Linked DNA regions of Hordeum vulgare: region 2 is linked to region 1. The links are chromatin contacts, called in public Hi-C maps. All regions are on one chromosome and are shown on one strand. Each heading gives the region's core, a stretch centred on a gene start, on an enhancer-like site or on the middle of the called end of the contact. The rest is flanking DNA. Distances are from core to core; before and after follow the strand shown. Region 1 holds the start of LOC123407362 (calcium-dependent mitochondrial ATP-magnesium/phosphate carrier protein 2-like). Region 2 holds the start of LOC123412363.

Region 1 (5,313 bases), core at 1,455-3,954:
AAGCAGTAGAAAGAAAGACATAGGCGATATAGGAATGATCAAGGGGAGTTTGCTTGCCTTGCTGCTCTGCGGCAAAGGACTGATCGGCAGGGTCGTAGATGTACCCGGCAGCAGCGTCAGACTCGGGGTCTACCGGTAAGAAGAGGGGGAAGAAACAATAAATAATAGCACCGATGCAACACAAAGCATGACATGGAAATATGCAGGCTAGACATGAGCTAACGCAGCAACATCCATCATAGACGGGTCGGAAGAATATCTGACGATATTTTCCGGGTCTCGGGCTACTACCGGTTATACTGGAAACGATGGAAAAGTTCCATGTTTACTATGCTAGGGACGCGTGACAGACGAACGGACCGTGTATCCGGGTTCGTCTCGCTTTGCTGATCAACTTTCATGTTGAAATTATTTTGATCTGACTTACGGATTATTTAATATTAATTTTCAAAGTTTTATTAATTATTTAGGAATTAAAAACAGATTTAAATGATTTAATAAAATCCCATTATGACATCATCGCGATGTCAGGCTGACATCAACATTTGACTGGTCAACTGACCAGCGGGTCCCGAACGTCATAGGCACAAGTTTTTATTAAGATTAATTATTAATTAATCAGATTAATTTAGTGGGGGACCCGCGTGTCATACTCTAATTATGTTAATTAATTATTTTAACTAAATATCTATTTATTTATTTATTTAAGAAAAACATTATTTTTAATATTTATATTAACTCTCGCGTGGGGCCTCCCTGTCATAGACAGCGGGTGCATTGGCCCCACCGGTAAGTGACCTAAGGCCAAATACACATTTTAAATCACAAATAAATAAACATACAAATGTCGTATCTCTCCACATGCCTATATACGCAAATACATACATAATACGGGTATCGAATACATACATACATACATACGGCATCTAATACATCAATTGTTTTTATTTCTTTTCTCTCAAAAACTCTCAACACTCATCTCTCTGTTAACACAGAACAACTGTGTGCTAACACAACCTAGAGGAACCAAAAACTCAAATCTTCCTACCGGAGTCTACCGTCGACGGATCGAGGCCCCGTTTGCCGGAACGGAACCGGGGCGGCGAGGAGATCGACACGGTGGGAGGAGCCCGAGGAGGGGCTCACCGACGGTGACGTGACGGCCCGGTGAAGCCGGAGTTCGCACGTAGTTGACGGTGGAGACGGACGTGGAGGCGGTGACGGTGCCGATGGTGGTGATGTGCCGACGAGGGGGAGCCGGTCGGACCCGGCGAGATGATGACGTCTCCCTGCCCGGTCCCTCCCGGACCGAGCGGGAGATGGCCGACGGGAGGCCGGGGCTCGCCGCGGGAAGGAGATGGCGCGCCGGCCAGGGAGGGAGGGGGCCGACGGGAAGAAGGCCGGCGAGGGGAGGCGAGGAGGCCGTGCGGGGCGGGGTCGCCGGGGGAGGAGAGGAGCCGTGGGGGGGGGGGGGCTCGCCGGCGTGGTGAGGGGGACCGAGGGGGGGGGGGCGCCGTGGGAGGAGGGGCTGGCGACGGCAGGAGAGGAGGCGGGTCGTGGGGAGGGGGCGAGATGGGGGAAGTGTCGGTGGGGTGGGGAGGGTCACGAGAGGGAGTTACGGGAGGTGGCGCTATCGGCGCGTGGGGTGGGGTGGGGCCCCCACGAGGGGGGCTGGCGGCGGCGGACAGGGGGGGGGAGGGAGTAGCGAGGGGAGTGGGGGTCGCCAGGGGGGATTAGGGTTGCGGGATGGGGCGCGGGAGGTGGCCGGCTGGGCCGGTGGGTGGCCCAGCTGGGCCGGGGAGGGAGTTGCTTTCTCTTTTTTTTTTTGATTTGTTTTTATTTTGTTTTACCTTTTCCCTTTTTTTATTATTTTTTTCTTTCAGTTTTCTTTCTTTCTTTTATCATTATTATTTCTTTAATACTTTCCTTTTGCATATATATCCTTTTAATACTTGTAATGAACCGATAAAGTGCTTCCCTTTGCTTTCAAATCATCGATCCGGACAGACGCGAATCCACGCTGGTCTGTGATGGGAATTCGATGACGTGGCATCATTAGCGGTTGATCACTGTAGCTTAATTACAATCACTACTGTAGCAAAAGTCGAGGATGTCACACCGGTCGCCGGCGACGCCCCCGCCGCGTCCAGCTCCAGCACCATCGCGCCCCCCGCGCCCGGGCCAACAGCCGCCGGGTCGCCGCCGCACGGGATGTGAGCTTCGTTTCCCAGCTCCCGTCAGATCCACTTACATAGGGACTGTGGGTTGAATATCCAGAAGTGGAGGGGCTTTTGTGCAAAAGTGCCGACGACGTACGACAGAAACCATCGGTGCTTTATTATTATTAGGGGAGATAATCTTAAAAAAAACAAAGCACACACGTATTTACAAAAGACACACACACGCATGAAATATGCCTTTTCATACAAGGATATACCCCTTGGACTTGGGTGCCTTCGCTTTGCATAGTTGTTGCACTTTTTTATTTTCTTGAGTGGAGGATGTTCCAACTCGTAGGAGGACATGGGGAAAGGTGAGCACGGGTAGCCCATACCATACCATACCATACCATACCCATCCAGGGACGCTCATACGGGTAGGGTACCCTACCGTAGCCCGTAGGGCTGAAACCCACACGTGCCTTCCCTTCCCTTCCCTTCTACCCCTCCTTCCCCTCCTTTCCCTCTCCCTTCGATTCCGACTCGATTCTATTCCATTCCCCAAACCAACCCACCACCACCTCCCCCTCCTCCCCTCCCATTCCGCCTCGCCGCCGCCGTCGCCATGCCCGGCGCGGCGGCCCACGCGGTGGAACCCCGCGGCACCGCCGCACCCCCTCCACCCGTGGCCGCCGCGGCGACGGCGGCGGCGGCAGGGGGGCCGTGCGAGCCGGTGCGCAAGGCGGGCCCCGTGACCATGGAGCACGTGCTTCTGGCGCTCCATGAGACGGAGGCGGAGCGGGAGGCGCGGATCCGGGACATGTTCGGCTTCTTCGACACGTCCGGGAGGGGCCAGCTCGACTACGCGCAGATCGAGGCCGGCCTCGCCGCGCTGCAGGTCCCCGCCGAGTGCAAGTACGCGCGGGAGCTGCTCCGCGCCTGCGACCGCGACCGCGACGGCCGCGTCGGCTACGACGACTTCAGGCGCTACATGGACGACAAGGAGCTCGAGCTCTACCGCATCTTCCAGGCAATCGACGTCGAGCACAACGGCTGCATCCTCCCCGAGGAGCTCTGGGACGCCCTCGTCAAGGCTGGTATGTTGTAGCCTCACCCCCACCCCCCGTCTGTACCGCTGCCGACCTCCGCAATACTCGCGCGCCCCGTGCCGTGCGCTCAGTGGCATCTGAATTATAATTTATGACGCGTTGTGCGAAATGCAGTCTCTGTAGCATATTTCTGCCTGCTTGTTGTTGGAGCAGCAAGCAAATCAGTAGCCAACCCCTTGGAGTGTCGTCCTTTTTTTTGTTGGAGGTTTGCTCTGTGAGCAGATGTATATCATATTTGGAGATTAGAAGGGTCCTTCGCGATTGAGATAGTAGATACCGGTATCAATTGTGTTCAATAACACTTTTAGGTAGTGTATGTCTGTTTTGACAGAATAGTGGGTCTCGGTAGGCCCTGAGGGCCATCTACCTAGAACTGCCTTTTTGTAGTGTCTGAGCAGCGGACACTGAGCTCTAGGAGGACCCTTGGCTATTTGACAAAAATTGAGTTGATTGAGTAATGCATTAAATCTGTTAAGCATGTAACCTTATTATTTCTCAACGGAAAATGTAATTCAACCTCTCAGATTAGGAACATCTATTCTAACCAGTGTGTTACCACTAGCAAATTGAGAGTACATAACATGTCAACCCGATTTTAGAGTTTAGTTTGTATTAACACGACGAAAAGTAGCTGATCAATAATACCATAACCATCACATTAAGTGTTCATGTTGGATGCACAGTTGGGGATGGACTTAATGCTGTTCTCTTGCTCCTGCTAAAAGATTTGTAGTGTATGGGACATGTTTAAATTAGGCATCAATTTATATATCTTTCTTATTGTAGGATACATTGGTTTGTCAAGCTACTAAACAAAACTGGCCCGAACCCAAAATGACCAGTTGGGATATTAGATCCATAAATCACTTAAGATGCAAGAAGCAAAAGGGCAATGTACCCAAGTGTCTACATTTGTTTGGTGTAAAAATAAAAAAATAATATTACTGCTTAACTATAAACTCCTATAGCTGTATAGCACCACTGAAATTTTGAATTTTGAAGAAACTTTAGAACAGAGCTGAGCATGGCAACATCTATTCTAATTTGCAATGGCAACACATTTCATCTATAGATTAATTTGCAATGGTTCATAACATATGTAGCACATTGGATACATTTGAAGTCCAAGCTATTTCTTTACCATACATGAGCACTGAAGGCTTACATTGCTTGTTGACTCTGGCAACTTACTGCTAAGAATCGGCTGAATCTTTATAGTTAGAAATACTATAGTACTAGTATTTACTAGACCCACTGTTTGGTCTATGAGCAGCTGGCAATTTTTTTTGTTCTCTATTTTTCTGTCATATACCGTGCCATGCTGGAACATGTGTGTTTTGGACCTTGGAATTTCATTTTAACTGCACCTTGTGCGGATTGAAGTGCTATTTTGTCTGTGCCTTGCCTTGGGACCTAGTTGTGTTCTGTAGACTCAATTGCATGGTGGTATATCATAGCTTTCCAGTAAAATGGTTGTGCAGTGATGTATGAGTATGAGTTTATGATAGTGCAGGTCTTGTTAGCTTTCCTAATTACTCCCTCTGTTCCAAATTATAACATGTTTTGGATATTTCAATATGGACTACATACGTACTGAAATGAGCGAACAAACACACAAAAATGCGTCTATGTACATCCTATTCATAATAAAGTTAGAACATCTTATAATAGTGAACGGAGGGAGTAACTAATATAACTTGCTCCATGTTGCCACTAAAAACGACTCTGAGCACACCTGATGTTGTCACTTGGCATGCTCTCCTGTATTAAAGTGCATAATCCAGCATGAATGTATAACTTATACTGGGTGTGCATAATCGGCGTACCATCTCATGCTTCGACTAGATATACACTATTATAGTTGGTTCTGCCCAATATGTGGAACATGTTTCTTTTCCTGATTATGGGTATTCTTTAATTATGTGGTCATTCATTGGAATTGGAACGAACATGACTGCCTGCAGCGTCAAATCCTATCCATTTCTTTAGACATCATGTTATTGCAGATGCCGAAAACTTGGCCAGTTCATAACAGCTACCTTATC
Region 2 (5,313 bases), core at 1,450-3,949, 150 kb after region 1:
ACCATGGCTGATTGAGCCGGCTCGGTGGTGAAGGCCGGCTGGAGCAGGCTGAAGCAGCTAGCGACCTGGCGCTAGACTGGGCCCGGAGGAGCTAGCCAAATGGGCCGGTCGGCGGCGCTCGGCGGCGATGGCTACGGTCGGCAAAATCATGGCAGCGACCGACAGCGCCGCACCTGCCGGCGGCGGGGCACTGGTGGCCGACGGCGAAGGGACACTGCGGCTGGGGTACATGTGGAGGGAGAGAGAGAGAGATCTCGTGAGCACAAGAGAGAGGAAGAGGGAGAGGAGCGGGACAGCTGGTCGTCGGCAACGGATTCTCCGACGGGGTCGGGCTCCGATGACCGGCGAGGCACCAGCAACGGACGGAGGCGCTCTAGATCGGGAGCTCTCTCTCAATCTGGAGCTCCGGCGGCGGTGGTTACTGGTTAGGGCTCCGGATGGGCTCGGGTGGGCCTGGTGTGAGGTGGGAGAGGCACAGGCGTGTGGTTGGCGGCTGAGGGTTAGCTCGGCATGGAAATCGAGGGGGATTAGGGTTGGCTTAGGTGGTCAGACGGGCTGTGTTAAGGAAGATAGGCGGGGAAGAGAGGGGAGATTGCGACACGGCACGAGATTTTAAACACCGAAAAATGTCCAACGATAATCCGATGACGGTGCCGTTACCATCAACCGTTCGGGTATCAAACGGACTTTGATTGTGACGAGAATTAACACGCTGCCTACCTACACTATATTAAGACCGCATGCCAACTTTCAACCCAATCGGAGAATATTTTATACACACTTTTAAAACAATATTTTAATGATGCCGCGGGTGCGTGCGAGTGTGGTTGGTCTCAAACGGTCAACGCAAGAACGGAGAGAACCGACAACTAATAACGGATGCAAGTTTTGAAAACTGGTAGCAACGGAGTGTCGATGCAATGCGGATGATGCGAATGATGCGATGATGAATGCAACAAACAAATAATAACACGACAACAGCGAAATAAAAGTGGAATCTTCTGAAGCGTCGGTCTCGGGCTGTTACAGGCAATGCGCGGGGCGGCTGAGTGATGTAGACGCGTCCGGTAGAGTGGCGACGCGCGAGGCTGTCAAGTGATGTACATGCATCCGAGGGAGTGGCGACGCACGTGGCGACCAAGTGATGTAGACGCATCCTACGGAGTGACGACGCGTCGGGCGACGTTCGAGGGACTTAATACCACATTTCAAGTGTACTCCCTCCGTTTCAGTTTATAAGTCCGGCACGTGTATCTAGGCCGTCAATTTGACCAATTTAACGAGAGACATATATTACAAAAAATATATCATTAGAAACTTTAGATGCTCTATTTTCTAATCATATAATTTTATGTTAAATAATATATTTTATATAAGTCAAATTGACGACCTAGATACACGTGCATGCCTTATAAACTATAACGAAGAGAGTAGTTAGGACCGTCGTTACATGTAACTCCAACAACAATAATGGCGTTCGTTACTAGTAACTGTCCTAGTTACTCTCCTTCATCTCCCTTGAAACGGCTCATTAATAGGGCTGGAGACACTATATAAGCCACCGCTAAGCTCCGTGACAATGGTTCAATATCTTGTTATAATTACACATCCTAGAGAAAACATAAAATCTTCGGGCACGAGACGTAGGGTTTTTACCTTTTCAAGAATTATCCGGAGTCGCTAAATACGAGCGATGCGCTTGCGCCATAGTTAGGTTCCACGCCTCGTTCGTACCCTGGTATTTATTATGAGGATCGTTGTCTTGACAATATTCTTTTTAAATTTAAGATGAATACGAGGAATGCAGATTAGTCCGGGCGTTGGGTTTTTGCGATGGTTTTTTTTACAGGGATCCGAGTGTAGATGATGTAACTCGAGCTGCTGCAAGGCCACCGTCACTCCGCCCGGGAAGAGGCAAAGAAATCCCGTGGATATTCCAACAGCCAGCCACTAGCGCATTCTTAACAGGCCGTCGTTAGCTCCAAAGCGTGGGCTCTTTTGGCGTCCCCGTCGACGTACGTACGTCACCCCCGGCACGTACGTACTCACGCTCAAGTTGCGCTCCCTGGAAGCAACGCAACGCAACGCAGAAGCCACCGCACGCGACAGCGCTCTCCGGCAGCAACAAGGGCCGGAACCAAGGACCGGATTGATTGAATGGATATACTAATTGTCGGATGACGCTGGGTGGTTAGGCCATTGCCGTGGATTGGAGAGGAATATGCGCGCGGATTCTGCCCTTGGATAGGATCGGGATAGGTGGGGTGGGGTGGGGTGGGGTGGGGTCGGGGCTGCTGCATGCGCCCGACGCACCCGGCCGACGGTGTCGCGCGTCGTGTGGAGAGTTCTCAGGCGTGTGGCCTCTGGTCTTCTCTCTACAAGCCTACGATAATCGAGTGAGCTCGATCGAGCAGTTCACGAGCGTTGGGAACCTTTTGGTCGAATTGAGGATGGCATGCGTCACAGAATTTGCACAGTTCATATCCATCCGTGCGTAAGCAGATCAGACGGCGGTGATCACGAGCATATGGCCTTCCTTCGCCAAAAGCAGGCATTAATTTTGTAGCAGTAATAATTTTGTAATGTCACAGCAACTACGAAATGACCGTTCGGCCCCCACACCAATGATTCCAGGCCCATCTCCAACATCTTTGATCTTTCCAGGTAACTTGTGCCAGTCGATAAACCGACCTGTCCAACTAAACAAACGTGACCACCGCGACGGACCCAACGGCCACCGAGGTCGCCCACAGCCGCCGCGCACGCTATATTATAGCCGGAGCAGCGTGCGCGCCTACGAGCACTGCACGGTCCCCCTCTCCCTCAGGTTCAACAACCACGAGCCACGATAGTCGCCGTCGTCGGGCCTCTGCTCTCCGTCTCCTCCCCACTGCGGCCGGACACCCCCGGGAGCCCGTGATCTGCGCTGCACTGTGCCATGTCGTCGTCATCCTCCTCCTCGGGCGGGGCGGGATCCGCGCTGGGCGGCTCCCACGCCGGCCTCGCCCTCGCCGCCACCGCCATGGCGCTATCCGGCACCCTCGTCCTCTTCTCGCTCTGCCGCGCCAAGCAGACGGACCACCACCTCGTCTCCTCCGACGCCGCCGTCACGTCCCCGTCTCCCGCTCGACTCCGGCCCTGCCTCTCCTCCTCCGGTGAGTGTGACACCTCCTCCACAGCCGTGCCGTTCGTTGCTCCATTCGTCCGCACAGCACAGTTCTTGGTTCTTACGTACGATGTCCCCTGTTTCTTTCTTTGTGCGTGCAGAGAAGCGGAAGCGGGAGAAGGCGAGGCGCGGGAGCATGAAGCGGGTGCGCTTCGCGGCCGACGTCGTCGACCACGGCCCAGCTCGCCCGGCGCCGGAGGAGGAGACGGCGGCGCCCGAGCCGTCCTGCAGGGGCGCCGCGATGCCGGCGAACCGGGAGGCGCTCTACCGCGGCATGCTCCGCGGCCGCTCCATGCTCAGGACCGCCTGCTCCTACTAAGCTACCGGCGTCAGTTAACCCCGTCGTTTAATCCTTACTACACCCATCCCGTCCCCGTCTTAGTCCGTCGGAAGCTGCCAGCGCCTTTCGCAATTCTCGTTCATTAGCGTCGTCGCTGATTGGGAGATTTTTGTAATTAGTGAGCATCCCGTACGCGCGAGCGATCTGTGTGGTGCTTGTCCTTAATTGTTCTACCCGTTGTCGTACGTGTGCGTACTATTTCTACTTGGGTATAAGTAGCCAATTGATCCCAGAACAAGGGGTCCTTGCATTCTTCATCTACCTGACCCAGTGAAAGCTGCCTTTGATCCTGTTCTTCATTTTATTTTATTCTTCTGGGGTTCCATGCTTGATTTGATCTGCCCCTCTGGGCGAGCAGCTCAAGACAAGGCGATTTCGGCTGCCAATTTTGTGTTGCTGGATTTGGTTCTTTGGGATGTCGTCATACCAGCGGCTGTGGTCGGGCGTTGCTGTCGTGGTTGTGCAAGCAACGGAAGAAACACAAGGTTCAGGTTCGTCTCCTCCTCCAACCCCAACTCCAAGTGGCGCCGCAGATGCGGCCTACTGCTGCTGGTGGCTTTCAATTTTCCGCCGGATTCTTCTCTTTTTCTTGCCTGGATTTTGAATCGTCTTGGGAGATATGGTCATGTCACGGCTGTGAAAGCTCGGTGTCTTTCCGGGAAGGGCGGTGTCCATCTCGGTCTCCGGCAGTGACAGATGAAGGGAGATAGGGTGGTGGATAAGAAACGCTGCGGGCTCGACTGACCGGGATCACATGCGCCCAACTGAACGAGCGGCGGAGCAGCGCCGCGCCCGCGCAGGGCAGCTCGGCCCGTGACTACTGACCACGGCCACGGGCGTCTCCAGGCTTCGCGGACCCGGGTGGGAAAAGCTCTGCCTGACCTGGCGTCGCCTGCCGTATGGCCGTCTGGCCGGCGTGTGTCAGACTGTCAGTGGCGGTTAAGGTGAAGGGCAGTTGCTAACCATTTAGGGCTTGTTCGGTTCTTGGAGATTTGAAGGGGTTGGGAAGGGATTAAATCTCCTACAAGTCAAATTCTACCTTAATCCTCTTCAATCCCCTCCTGGCTGGGATTAACCGAACAAGGCCTTATGGGTATTTGAATCATAAAAAAGAAAGCCGGATACTCACGATGGGAATGGACCGGGTCGGCCGGTCGGGTCACTGACCTCGCCAAAAAAATCAAGGCCAATGAGTTGTGTGGGTCGATCTCGGACCATAGTTAGGATCAGTGGAGTCGGCACCGACTGATCCCTAGTAATCTATCAGTCGTGAATCATGAGTTATTCATGGCCAACCACGTAAATAATTTGCAGGTTGACAGGGCACGTGATTTCCAGATTTGTGTGGCGCCAGCGGCCTTCATCCTGCCAGCGGAGAACGCCCGGTAGGCCGACCTTGCAGAGAAGGAACCGTTCACCTCCCAGATCCATACTATCTTGTCTTCACCTCCTTCCGTTAGGTCAATGCCTTGCAGTCGGTCCACTAGAGCCAGGAACTCCATCAGCGCTTGTGCATTCATGTTAGATGAGACCTCGTGTCTCCACCCAACTAGGAGAGTGTGTCATATAGTGCAGTCAGCCAGCGCTTTCTTCTTGATAGCCAGGAATAGGGTGGGCATTAAGTCCTGAATTCTCCCCTCCTCTAACCACAAATCCATCGAAAATCTAGCGGTAGTACCATCTCCCAGCCTACACTTCGTAGCCGCCTTATATATGGCCATCGATTGCGGTGATACCTCGAGATTGAACTCCTTCCACGACCTACCATTGTTTGTTCTGGTGAGCCATGTCCATCAGGCTCACGGTG

The links. A called contact is a pair of places that touch in the nucleus more often than the background predicts.
Region 2: a contact with region 1 is called in a Hi-C map of seedling, with 1.8 times the contacts expected there. The contact joins the promoter of LOC123412363 here to the promoter of LOC123407362 in region 1. A contact is called at or near these places in 4 of 6 Hi-C or Micro-C datasets (leaf, seedling and an unstated tissue) and 1 of 1 datasets of contacts at active chromatin or transcription factors (embryo).

What each region holds. Positions count from the first base shown.
Region 1 is chr7H:526,164,688-526,170,000 of MorexV3_pseudomolecules_assembly, forward strand. LOC123407362 (calcium-dependent mitochondrial ATP-magnesium/phosphate carrier protein 2-like) reads left to right here and starts at 2,705. Exons shown (of 4, transcript XM_045100474.1): 1 at 2,705-3,256. The coding sequence starts at 2,785.
Region 2 is chr7H:526,310,908-526,316,220 of MorexV3_pseudomolecules_assembly, forward strand. It overlaps LOC123412363, which reads left to right and starts at 2,700. Exons shown (of 2, transcript XM_045105313.1): 1 at 2,700-3,155; 2 at 3,268-3,763. The coding sequence starts at 2,939. The coding sequence ends at 3,485.